3 separate regions of the Mus musculus genome follow, and regions 1 and 3 are each linked to region 2. The links are chromatin contacts, called in public HiChIP or PLAC-seq and promoter capture Hi-C maps. All regions are on one chromosome and are shown on one strand. The core of a region is the stretch at or near the end of the contact, and the rest is flanking DNA. Distances in the headings are between cores, read along the strand shown.

Region 1 (4,124 bases), core at 207-2,706, 330 kb before region 2:
GGTGAGTATTAAGTTTGATTTATTTTTTTCTGCGACAGCATGTTGCTCTGTGGTTCAGACTGGTCTTGAAGGCATGTACTTCCTGTCTCAGATTAAAAAGTGTTGTGATTGTAGGCATATGCCATCATGCCCTACTAGATTTTTAAAAACTTGATAGCAGAATCTAAAGTGTCTGGATATTTGGAAAGGCAGAAAGGTTTTGCTTAAAGGAGAGATTTTAAACAGGTGATAAAGCTAAGGGAACTGGGCCTGGTAGTGCTTACCCCACACTCTGGAGGCAGAAGCAGAGGCAGGCAGATACTTGTTCTATGTAGTGAGTTATAGGCCGGCCAGAGTTACATGGTGAGACCCTGATCAACCAACCAAACAAATGAATAAGAGTTCCTCAATCATGAACAAATCAGTGTCACTACTATGGGAGAGGAATTTTGTTGGTATTTTTGCTTGTTTCTTGTGTGTGTGTGTGTCTACATATGTATGGTGCATATGTGCATAGTATATACCCATGAATGTTTGTGGGTGTGTGTGCCCAGGCACACCCACGGATGCCAGAGGAGGAAGTCCAGTGCCCTACTCTATTATTATCTACCTTTTTATCATGAAACACTAGCTATCATTGACCCTGGAGCTGGGCAAGCTCCAACAATCCTTCTAGCCATCTTTTACAGAGCTGAGTTTCCAGACACATGCATAGCCAAGTACTGCTTCTTAATGTGAATTCTGGGGATTTGAACTCAAACCCTCAGGCTTATATAGCAACTGTTATCCACTGAGCCATTTCTATGGGTCCCAGGAGAGATGACTTTATAAGTTTGGGGGCTGAAGTGTGTCCTCCTCTTGCAGAGAACCTGGTATTAATTAACAAAAATTTATAATTCCACCTCATATTAAATCTAACCACACAAGGCATTACTATTTAAAGGTTAATTTGACATATAAAAAAGGCAGTCTCTGACCTCAATATTCAATTATAAAGGACCATTAGATGACTCCAAACAGCAGAAAGGGCAGGGGGATGTTTGAGCTTTTTGTAACCACCTTGGAACTGGAGATAGGCAGGTTCAGATTGTATAATCCTGTCACACCTGCACAGAAGGCCCCTAAAGGCCTCGAGAATCTTCCCCTAAGGCATTTTGACTCTTTTCTGTGGCAGCAGACCCAAGTAACCACTAATGAAAGTGTGTTTTCATTGATGATGTGGAGAGAAAAATAGTATGTGTGTGTGTGTGTGTGTGTGTGTGTGTGTGTATGTGTGTGTATGTGTGGGATGGTAACCAAAACTTAAAAAAATCTAAATATGTTATAGTTAGAAGCAGTAAAAATTCATTTACAGAGGTGAGCTGCCAGGGTGTAAGCAAGAGCACCGTCCAAGGCAGCCGGAAGGAAAGTGCACACTCAGCCACCGCCAAGGCAGCACAGTTCACTAGAGCTCCCGACACAGACAAGGCGCAGCATTAATTGCTTTGTTAGAAGAGAAACGGCCTAAAAATAAGTGAACAATCCTGGGCCCCAGAGGTACTAATAGCAGTGGAAACGGTTGCCATGGCAACAGCAAAGGCAGAGTCAACCAAACGAATTACTAATACATACGAGTGTAAATGCATCTGACATTGAATAATGTGAGCCTACTCCTTAGCAGATTCCAACACTATTTTTGAACTTGGAAAAAACCATGCTTCAGCATTTATCACATGCAGGGTTTATTTTAGTCTATGGATTTTACAGTGAGGGGTAGATTTTTCACATGACGTGGTGGGATTGATTAAAAAGTAATTCTTATTATAAGAATACCACGGGAACATTAGAGGACATTAAAAAATAAATGGCCTGTCATTCTCCCTGTCAGTACAACAGCTTGCTTATGCCTTCTTGCTCTTACCCCCTTCTGTGTTATTATATATCTTTAAAGTTCTGACAGTTTTGCATTCTGCGATCATGTAATCCCACGATGCAAGCATTTTCCATATTTTCAAAGTCATCTTCACAGCTGCTGATTAAAATGCTGTCATAGCTGTTTATCAATTGCATCATGTCGTTGGGTGAACCTTCACCTGTGTGAAGTGTTTATATATTCTTGATAAATTATATTCAGACAATGCGGCGGTGGACAGGTTGTGTTCAAGTGAATTATCAGCATGCAAGTTCTCAGCAGTACATCCGTTCAAGCTCGTACGTAGGCCATGGTGCATCCCAGCGCAGGAATACCTTCTAGCTGGAGGTTGGAGAGGTCAGCAGTTCTTGATTACTAGGCAGTGTCCACAATTAATAGAGTAGGGAAGAATGCTTTTTCTCATTATGCCGTATATTGCTTTATAATGCACATCTGCGTCCACACCTTGGGCTCTATTACAATCCCTAGTGTTTTCTGAAAGACCATTTCTTATCCCAAATGAATCTGTCAATAATAATTATTATGGTAAAAGTAAAAAAGCCCAGCCAACACGATTGAATCACTCCCTCATCGTCTGCGGTGAAGACAAGTGACTCTATATCACAGAATGACAATGCCTCTTGCATCCGCAGTAAATCAGGTGTCTTTTTCATGCTCGTTGGAAGTACGGCCTCATATTTAGAACCATTCATCTTGTTTTGTGTACATAATGGCCCAATTGGCTCAGAATAACTGTGTCAGTGTTTCAGGTTTTAATAGAGCTGTTTGCTTCTATGAGGATGCCTTCAGAATGTACTGCGATTCTGCTCTTAGATTAGAAAATCAAAGGGCAGCCTCATAAGACACTATGTAGAGGCTCTGCCTACACGTGGAAAATTCAATCCTGATGATGGATTAATGACAGGCTGCAAGTGGGATCATTTGTTATCAAAACTATTGTTTGATGAGCATTCAACTACTGAAGGGTTGTGTTCATTCAAATCGACCAAAGGATGTTGGCTTTCTTCTGCTGCCACTAAGATATGTGGAAAAGAGTTGCATTTGACCATTTTTGTCTCTGACGAAGTTATTCACTGGAGAGAAAGACAAGAGGCATAAGTATGAAGGGGATGGGAAACAGGATGAGGCCGAGAGATGCAAAGACTGGGGTGAGGTTGCTCTTACAAGTCCTTGTGTATTTGACACTGAGCATTGTTAGTGAGTCTCCTGGTCAGGAAGGAATGTCGGAGTGACTTTTGTGGGTATAGTGTGGGGCGTCATTTGAAAATCAGACTTTAAATGTCTAAATGTTTAGTTTAGGACAATTGAAGTGAAAAAAATTCTAGTTTTCTTTTTCCTCATAGCACAAGGGGGAAAAAAAGATTTAAAACTTCTTGTTATCAATATAATCCTGCCCCATTTTGTGTTGCTACAATAAGTCACCATTGACTGAATGTCTTACAAATATGGCTTCACAAAGGTTCAAATCCAGGGCCAGGACTGCTCAGGCCTGATTATTTTATCTCACTCTGGCCATCAGCTAGTCTTTGGCCAAGTTAAAACTCTCCAAACATCACCTCCCTCATTCTGTGGTGCTAGTATTCATAGAAGTCTTCTAGCTTTGTTGAAAAGATTCAAAGAGAGAATCCACAGAAATACTTAACAGGATTTGTTGAGCAGATGTGGTAACTAACAAATGCTAATTGTGACCATGGACACAGTGCAAAAGAAGGCCCTTTGTTCAAACTAAGGAAGATTTCTGTTTATGCCAGTTCAAATCCTACTGAGAAGCTAAATGGGTAATTTGACTCAGTTAGGGTTAGATGGAAATTCATAGTGAACATACACTAATCACACAAAGACTCCTAAGCAGTTCCTGAGACATGGGGGTGTACCTGCTCCTAAGTCATGGATTTTGTTACAGCTCCCACACTATGGACGGAAACAACCATGAATTCTCTTTCAGATAGCTCACTTATGTCAATTACTGGCCTTAGCTCTATTCCAATTACTTAGAGGTTTTTCAGTCACCAAATTATAGATTCCAACATGAAATGCACACCCTGAAATGAGTTAGATTCTTTTGGAGAAAGAATTCCCACTGTGATTAATTATTATGGAGGATATATTCCCAAGACCTGCTGCTAGAAGAGAACAGGAATGATTTTCTTTGATTTCAGTTGTGCTGTGCACTTTGTCAAATTAGGTCCTTCGGTCAGACTTCAGCAGTGGCTCTCAACCTTCCTGATGCAGT
Region 2 (3,797 bases), core at 930-3,429:
GAGAGCCGCAGTTTGCAGAGAGCCATGCAAGCTAGGAAGTGTTATATGCTTTGTGTACATCGTGTCCCCCCTGAATTTTCCCCACTCCCCACATAGGAAGGTTTTATTCTTGAACTGTCCATTCATAGTTCTATAGTAGATGCAGTATAGAGGGATTCCACTTGATTCGCAGTTCCACACATGAAAGGTTCTCTTCACCTTTGACCTTGAAGCTACTTGACACTTTCAGATGGTGAAGTGGGGCCCGGGGAGATGGCTCAGCAGGTTATGGTGTCCACAATTAAACACCACAAACTTAGTTTGATTCTCAGGATCCATATATTGTGGAGGGTAAGGATTGGCTTTTGCAAGTTGTTCTCTGACCCTGCTAATATGAGAACCTTGAAATTCCTGTAAACATTGTTGATTGTTCTAAAGGGAATGTGTGTGTGTGCGCGCGCGTGCAGATCTCTCTTAGATATTTCTAAATACTGTAATAGCAAAACATTAAAAAAATAAAAACAGTCATGGTTAGGAGCCCCAAATATATGTCAGAGGTTTCATTGGAGACCCTGATCTTCCTCCTGGGTGGATGGAAATCCAACGTTACTGTTCTTTAAGCAAAGGACTCAGCTTTATTCTCAATGAGGGGGAAGGTATTGCCACCTGCCACACTTCCTGGGCAGCACTCTTTCTAAGAACCTCCTATCCTGGTGTTCTTAGTTCCCCCCCCCCGCCCCTTCCTGAACTTTGCTTTTGTTTGTGGTATTTAGACATGCTGTTTTCTCTCCTCTGTGTGTGTCCTAGGATTTGATCTAATTGTCTGCTGTTCAAGTGTCACTCAGCATTATTATTGAGAAGACAAATGGGACACAGGTCAGAGTTCATCAAGAAGGCATCTGCTTGCTAGAAGTGCACAGTGGAAGCCCTCCGAAGTGATCTTTAAGGAAAGCTTGGAAAACATTTGCCAGAGAGGGCCATCTTCTGTGCTTCTTCCTTGGAGGGATAAAAAAAAAAAACAAGTGAGTGCAAGGGAGTTCCAGAAAGTCCCCTGTTTGGGATGTCTTTTTCTAAAGTAGGGAAGCAAATGGGGTTATGTGTGCTGCTGCTGTTTGATTAAACTGTGAGAAGAAAATGGACGCTTGTTGGTGCACAAACATCGCTGAGAAAGTTTCCACTCCACTTGCTGAGTCTCTCACCTGCCAATGTCCAGTGGCTTCAGGTTACTGTGCCTTTACAGGCTCAAGTTCTCTTACTGGACTTTCTTAAGCTAACAGTTGTTCTTCCACTTAGCAGAGGGGCCAGAAGCCTCAACCTATGAGAGCCCACAATTGCTTTGGCACTGGAGACAAGCGGGGCAATGGCTGCATTGTTCTTTTTGCCCTCTTGAGTAGGCAACTGTCTTCTCCATCGGATCTTGACACGGAACAAGGCTGAATCCAGGGTCCTTGGAGAGTCACCTTCCTTCCGCTACCCTTTATGTGCCTTTCTGCCCTGAAGCCGTTAAAGCTGTTTGGACTGGACGACTCTGGACTGCCTGCCCTTACTCCTTGCTAAACACAGACTGGAAGTTGGGGGAAGAAGGAAACCCAAGTCAGAAAGCTCATTTTAGTCCAGGTGCCACCTGCAGCCCGGGTTTCCTTGTGGACTTCTCTGCATATATCATGCTTTGGCCTCAGAGATTGCTTGAGAAAGCACTAAAAATATCCAAGGCAAGAAAAACGCAGCGCTACCAAAGACTGGCAAGCAGAAGCGGCTCCTAGGTGGGTGGGGATCCTGCCACTGGCTTCCAGAGCGCGGGAGCCCTGGCGTCTCTGCTCAGGGAGCACCTAGGTAGCGGGATTCCCGGGCTGCCTTCCAGGAACCCCGCAGAGTCTCCGGTACTCCCTGGGGCACAACCCTGCAAGCTTCATGCTTCAGCTCTTGAGAGAGAGCAAGCTCGGTGCCCCTCTCTGAGCATGCGCGGTCCTCTCCCCGCCTCTACGCCCCCCCACGCCCCCTCCCCGCCGGCCTTTTGCTCCTTCCCTTTCATTAAACAAACGGGAGGTCCCAAAACCTGGACCCAACGACAAGAGGAGGCAGCAGAGGAGGCTTAGCAAGGGATGGTCGCCGAGGGGAATCTGTGATCCCGCGCACTCCCGCCCCCACCCCGCCCACGAGCGCACACACACACACACACCGCACAAACACACACACTCGCATACGCCCGTGCCGCGCGCTCGCCCGCTCGCTCTCCCACGCAAGCGGAATGCAGCAGCGCCTGAGGAGCTCGTCTGCAGCCGCTGCCTGAATGCACCTCGCCGCCTGCAGTCCGTCCGCCCAATAGGGCGCAAGGAAGGAAGCTTGGCCGCCAAAGGTGAGTGTGGTGCCCGGGGCACAGCTGAGGCTGGACATACTGGGGCGAAGGGGGCAGGTTTCCGACTGGACGAAGCGACTCAGGTGGCCCACGCCTGGCTTGCCGGTTGCAAGGTGCAGATGAAGGTAATGCCCTGGTTGTTCCGAGGAGGAGAGCGCGATCCCATCCCAGCGAGGATCTCGGCTCCTGCGAGGTGCCAGATGGACCCAGAAGAAAGCTACCCCGTCCAGGCTCGTAAACTTTCCTCTCCTGTCATTTGGAAAACGTGGAGACAAAGGGGGCGTGGAGGCGCTCTCTCGGTCCGGTTCCGCCCTTCAGACTGCATTGGGTCGAGATACCCAGCAGGGTTGCAGGGGTGGGCGTGGGGATCCGGAGACCTTTCCAGTAGCTGTTGTCAAACCCACCGCCCCAGCAGGGGTTGAGATTTCTCAGCCCCTAGCTGTAAGCGTTGCCATTGATTTTGCCTCAGGCGTGGGCACCTGCCAGAGATTCTCTTTCCTGAGCTCCAGGCGCATAGTAACAGTGTCACCTGGAGAATTAGGATGGCCAAGGGCTTTCTTGTCGACTTCGACGGTGACCGAGTTTCTAGGGTGAGGCTCGGGTCAGTGCAGGATGAGTGATGAGTTATTGAAAGGCTTGGAGTAATCACCTCCTAGAAACGCCGGGCCCCAGGGTCTCTGCTCCCGGGAGAAGGCGCTGTCTTCACAAACACCACTGCAGCAGATCTGGGAGCTGGGCTGAGACAGCTGTGTGGCAGCGGTGTCAAGCGAATCTGGGAATTTATTTTTGCCCTGGATTTTGTGGCACACACGTGTGGACTACGTGTAGGATTCTGGGCTGTTATTTGTCTTTGTGGGGATACAGGTTTTTTTTTTTGCTTTCAACCTATTCTGTGGAGATTCTTTGCCACCTGCCACCTAGTTATCTAGTTATTTCCCTACCTATTTCTCTTCTGCACCAGGGAAAAGGTCCTGAGAACAGAATTTCCATTTGAAAAGCCAGTCCCCGCTGAGATGAACTCTGAGCAAGGGTCTCTTGCGACTGGGGGAAGCCTGGAATCTAAGGGCCCTTTGAGGTAGCCAACACTGGGTCAGCAGGTGAGGCCAGACAAAGAGGAATAGAAGAGGGGCAAACGAGAGGCATTTAAAGAGGTGTGAACAGACAGCCAATTAAGGCAGGATGAGGGCCAGTGGCAGGCACTGTAAGGCGTTCACTGATTCCATTCTCCTTTCTGGGGCTGTGGTTGGCAGTCCCTGTTCATGGAGTGGGATCTACTTTGGAGGTGCCCAGGTTGTTGCATCTGGACCACAAAAGACTTGGTCTTCCCAAACTTGCCTTTACTATACAAACAAGTTTGGGTTTTTAGGTATAGAAAGTAAATGTGTTCACGTTTCTCCATCCTGCCGTGTTTGTGACTGGAAGGTTGGGTGGATGCACGTGGGTACAGTTTTTGTCTCTTCTA
Region 3 (3,663 bases), core at 150-2,649, 470 kb before region 2:
AAAATCTTCCTTTATTCATTGTTGTGTCTTGTTCAACCATCTCTAAAGCAAAAATTCCAATATTGGTATTGTTAGGAAAACAAATTTAGTTTTTTTCTTCATATTTAGGTTGCCGCGCCCTCCAAAATGTATGCATGAATAGTGCTAAGTTTGTCAGTCTTTCTAACTTTTTAATAATCATCCAGAGGGGTAACTTTTTGGTTTAAATATCTTTCCCTTTGTTGCTAGTGGCTTTAAATTTTTTTTGAAAATAAGTTTATTTGTAATGTATATGGGTGTTTTGTTTGATGCATATCTATACCACATGCCTACACTGCCCTTTGAGGCCAGAAGAGAGTTCTTGGTACAGTGTTTACAGATGGTTGTGATGCTGTGGGAATCCAAGCTGGGGCCTCTGCAAAAGCAGCCTGGGCTCTCAGCTGCCGGCTATCTCTTGCTGGTCTCCAAAGCTTTCTCCCTTGCCTGGACTTCTCAAAGCCTCCTTGTCTTTACTTCTATGTTCAGTGTTTGTTTTGTATTTAGATTGTAGCTTTCTTCAAGTGTCCTTTTTGCAATTTTCTTAATTTTACAATGAAATTCTAGAATTCCTTCTGAAGTGGGCAACAATAACAGACTTCGAACAAAGCGGAAAATTTCCAAAAATTTGGCCTATGGTCTTATTGCCTGTGTAAAGTTATCATCTAGCAAGGTGAGGGCTGCAGAGGACTGTACTGGGCTCCAGACAGCTGGAAGACTCTTGGTCCCAACTTCCTGATTTGGGGAAGGCAGAAAACCAGTATGGGAACTCCTTTGTAGGGCTGTGAAATAGAACTGGAGAGGATACAGGCTAAGAGCTTCCTCTAGGCCTTGGATATAGCAAATCCGCTCTAAATCTTTGCTATTATGCGCGGAAAGGGCAACGCACTTTAAAGATTCAGCCGAGAGATGTAGTTATCCAGGAACCCGGTGGGGCGAGTCTTGGGGATTAAGCCTTTTCCCCGGAGAAGTGCACAGCGGGAGTGAGCACTAGGTACCAATCCCGATCCTGCCCATTTCTTGGGATGTGACTGACCTTGGACAAGTCACCTTTTGCCTTTAACTCCACCTGGAAAACACACGAAAGACCACCCGAGCTCGTGCAGGGTTAGAAGGCGCGTGGGAAAGGCTCACAAAGGGCTTCTGAGACACCGTCCCGAAGCTCTCTCCAGTATCCTCGGCGCCGTCCGGCCAGCCGGAGGGATCGGCGACCCCGGCCCGCGCCCCCGCCCGCCTCAGGAACAATGGCTCCCCGGGAGGGGCGGAGCTCGGCGCCGGGGGTGTGCGCGGGGCGGGGTCGCCGCTCCCTCCCCGCCCGCGGCTCCGTCACGCGCCCCTCACCGGGCGGGCCGGGGTCTTTGTGACGCGGCGGCGACAGCCGCGCGGACACAAAGGGAAGGCGAGCCTGCGAGCTAGAAGCTGCGTCCGTCCCCGCCCCGCGCCCCCCGCGCGCGCCCCAGCTCCGTGTTCCCCACGCGGCGCGCTCCCTGCCCTCGCGCGCCCGCGCCCCTCGCCCGCGCCGGGGTCTCCCAACGAGGCTGTCCCGAGCGCGGAGGGCCGGGGCCTGGCGGGGATGCTGCGGGGCTGCCCCGGGCGGCTGCACGGCTGCTAGGAGGCGGCGCGGGGCCGGTGTGCCCGGCCTGCCGCTCCCTGAGCTCCCCGCCGTGCGGCCGCGACAGCATGGGCGCCCAGGCGCCGCTCCGGCTGCCGGCCGCGCCCCCGCTCGCCGTCTGCGGCTACACGTCGGTGCTTCTGCTCTTCGCCTTCTGCCTGCCCGGGAGCCGCGCGTCCAACCAGCCCGCGGGCGGCGGCGGGGACTGTCCGGGAGGCAGAGGCAAGAGCAACTGCTCAGGTAGGAGCCGCCGGCGCCCGCCTCTGGGGCTCCTCCCTTCCGCCGTTCTGGGCCGCGGGAGGACCCGGTGTGGACCAGGGTGCTGAGGAGTCCCGGGGGCCGGGCGGAGGGCAGGACGAGAGTTCGCGGTGCGGGCTTTGGGGACCTGGGTTGGGGATGGGGAGTGGTCGTTTGTGGGTCCGTAGGTGTCGAGTGGCCGGGACTAGGGCGGCCCTGCGGCGTGGTGAGCTGGTGAGGTTCCGCGAGACGGAGCAGTGATCCTGGGTTTGCTCGTGGAAGCGCGTGTAAAGTGTTGTGAAGCCCCAAGGGAGGGAGGACGGCTAGGCTTCAAGGGGAGTGTGTGCGTGTGTGTGTGTTTGTGTGTGAGTGTGATGGTGAGGAACTGGCGGACTGAGGATAAGGGCCTGAGAACTGACCATGTGTTGGTGGGGAGGTTCTTAAGAGTTCCTGGGTTTTAAGAGGGGTAATGCCGGTAAAAAGAAGGAGTGGTTATGTTTGTCCTTTGGGTTCAGGGGTGCAGTGGGGACCAAATCTGTCCACGGTTCTGTGCATCAGGGCAGCAGGGAGTCCCAGGAGGGCCCAGGAAGTGTTTTGTTGGTTGTGTCTGGACAAAGCCTGAGGCTCAGGTAACCACGCTGGAGTACGTATATAGGGTGAAGAGATGAGAGCCCAGTAGTGAACCCAGTTTGACAGAGGGAGGGAGCTAGGGAGTCATCTTGTGTGGGATTTGGGTATGAAAGGTAATTAGGTCTCAGAGAGTGCCCCTGTGTAGCTAGAGTAACCCCGGGTTAATTAAAGTGGTGTAGAAAGAGAGGCAATGGTGGTGTGTGTGTTTTGCAGGAGGACCTGGAAGATTGGCAGCCAGGGGAGCCAGGGAGTAAGTGACCTCTCCCCTCTCTCCAAGGCCGCCTGCCCTCCCACAGCTGTTGGAAACAAAGAGCGTGCTGGGGTTTTAATGGATGACACAGGGGAGGAGGGGGCCGGCCAGTAAAGTTCCCCCGTCCTTTTGGAAAGAGTCCCAGGGGAGCCAGGGGATTCAGGCCCTCGGGCGAGCAGAGGCTTCCGGGTTCTCTTGGGGGAGGGTAGGTCTGCTTGCAGCTGGCCCAGCAGACCTAGTGGTCATAAGCCAGCCCTTGCTCACTTGGGCTTTTATCACTTCTCAGACCAGCACTTGTCCTTTTAACTAGGGTTGAAGCGGGGAGGAGGGGTGCACCTGAGAGTCGATAGAGTCAGCTAGTGGGGGCCTGACAGACAGCCTGGGAGTTCGTGAAGGGGCTATGTTTATAGGACAGTGATTTAGGCGAAAGAGGCTTTATGCTGGCCTTTTTTTTTTTTTTTTTTTTTTTTTTTTTTGTGGTGGGGGACACCTTTTTTAGTAATTTTCATATGGTATGTTTTATGAGAGGTTTTGAGAACTAATAAAAATGGCATGCCCATTAAAAGCCTTTCCACCCATAAACTCTCTTCTATTTTTCTAATCGTAATTGGGATGGGATGACGCTTTAGTAAGCCGTCACTCTTTAAGAAGATAAGCTCTTTGTAAATCAGAGTGATTTGGGTTTTTTTTGGGGTACCAAATGATGGTTACCTTTTTTAGGTGACCACGCTGTCAAAATATCTTACTGGGTGATGTGTTACGGTTATTTGTGTGTGTGTGTATTTGTGTGTGTGTGTACCCTCTCTGCTTCTGTCCTAGTGCGTGGGGCAAGTGTTCAGAAAGGACTGGGCACTCACACGGTGTGGAAAGAAGGGGGCTCATCTGGAGGCCATAGCCCTTGCTGCAGAGCTGAAATTTG

Evidence for each region. Promoter capture Hi-C pulls out the DNA fragments that hold promoters and counts their contacts. HiChIP or PLAC-seq counts read pairs in DNA pulled down with a chosen protein or histone mark.
Region 1: a contact with region 2 is called in an H3K4me3 HiChIP or PLAC-seq map of embryonic hindbrain, with 4 times the contacts expected there. The contact joins the enhancer-like site here to the promoter of Plppr1 in region 2. A contact is called at or near these places in 6 of 115 datasets of contacts at active chromatin or transcription factors (differentiating embryonic stem cells, embryonic forebrain, embryonic hindbrain and 3 more).
Region 3: a contact with region 2 is called in a promoter capture Hi-C map of stem cell-derived epiblast-like cells, with 4 times the contacts expected there. The contact joins the promoter of Tmeff1 here to the promoter of Plppr1 in region 2. A contact is called at or near these places in 6 of 39 promoter capture datasets (cranial neural crest, frontonasal cranial neural crest, hippocampal neurons and 2 more).

What each region holds. Positions count from the first base shown.
Region 1 is chr4:48,724,370-48,728,493 of GRCm38.p6, forward strand. No RefSeq gene overlaps it. Among named protein-coding and RNA genes, the nearest start is that of Gm52718, 49 kb to the right of the region's middle. Within about 2 kb of position 1,457, at least 41 of the 459 cell types and tissues checked have an H3K27ac peak or open chromatin away from gene starts, as enhancers often do.
Region 2 is chr4:49,057,283-49,061,079 of GRCm38.p6, forward strand. Plppr1 (phospholipid phosphatase related 1) reads left to right here and starts at 2,180. Exons shown (of 8, transcript NM_178756.4): 1 at 2,180-2,335.
Region 3 is chr4:48,583,775-48,587,437 of GRCm38.p6, forward strand. Tmeff1 (transmembrane protein with EGF-like and two follistatin-like domains 1) reads left to right here and starts at 1,400. Exons shown (of 10, transcript NM_001356272.1): 1 at 1,400-1,867. The coding sequence starts at 1,696.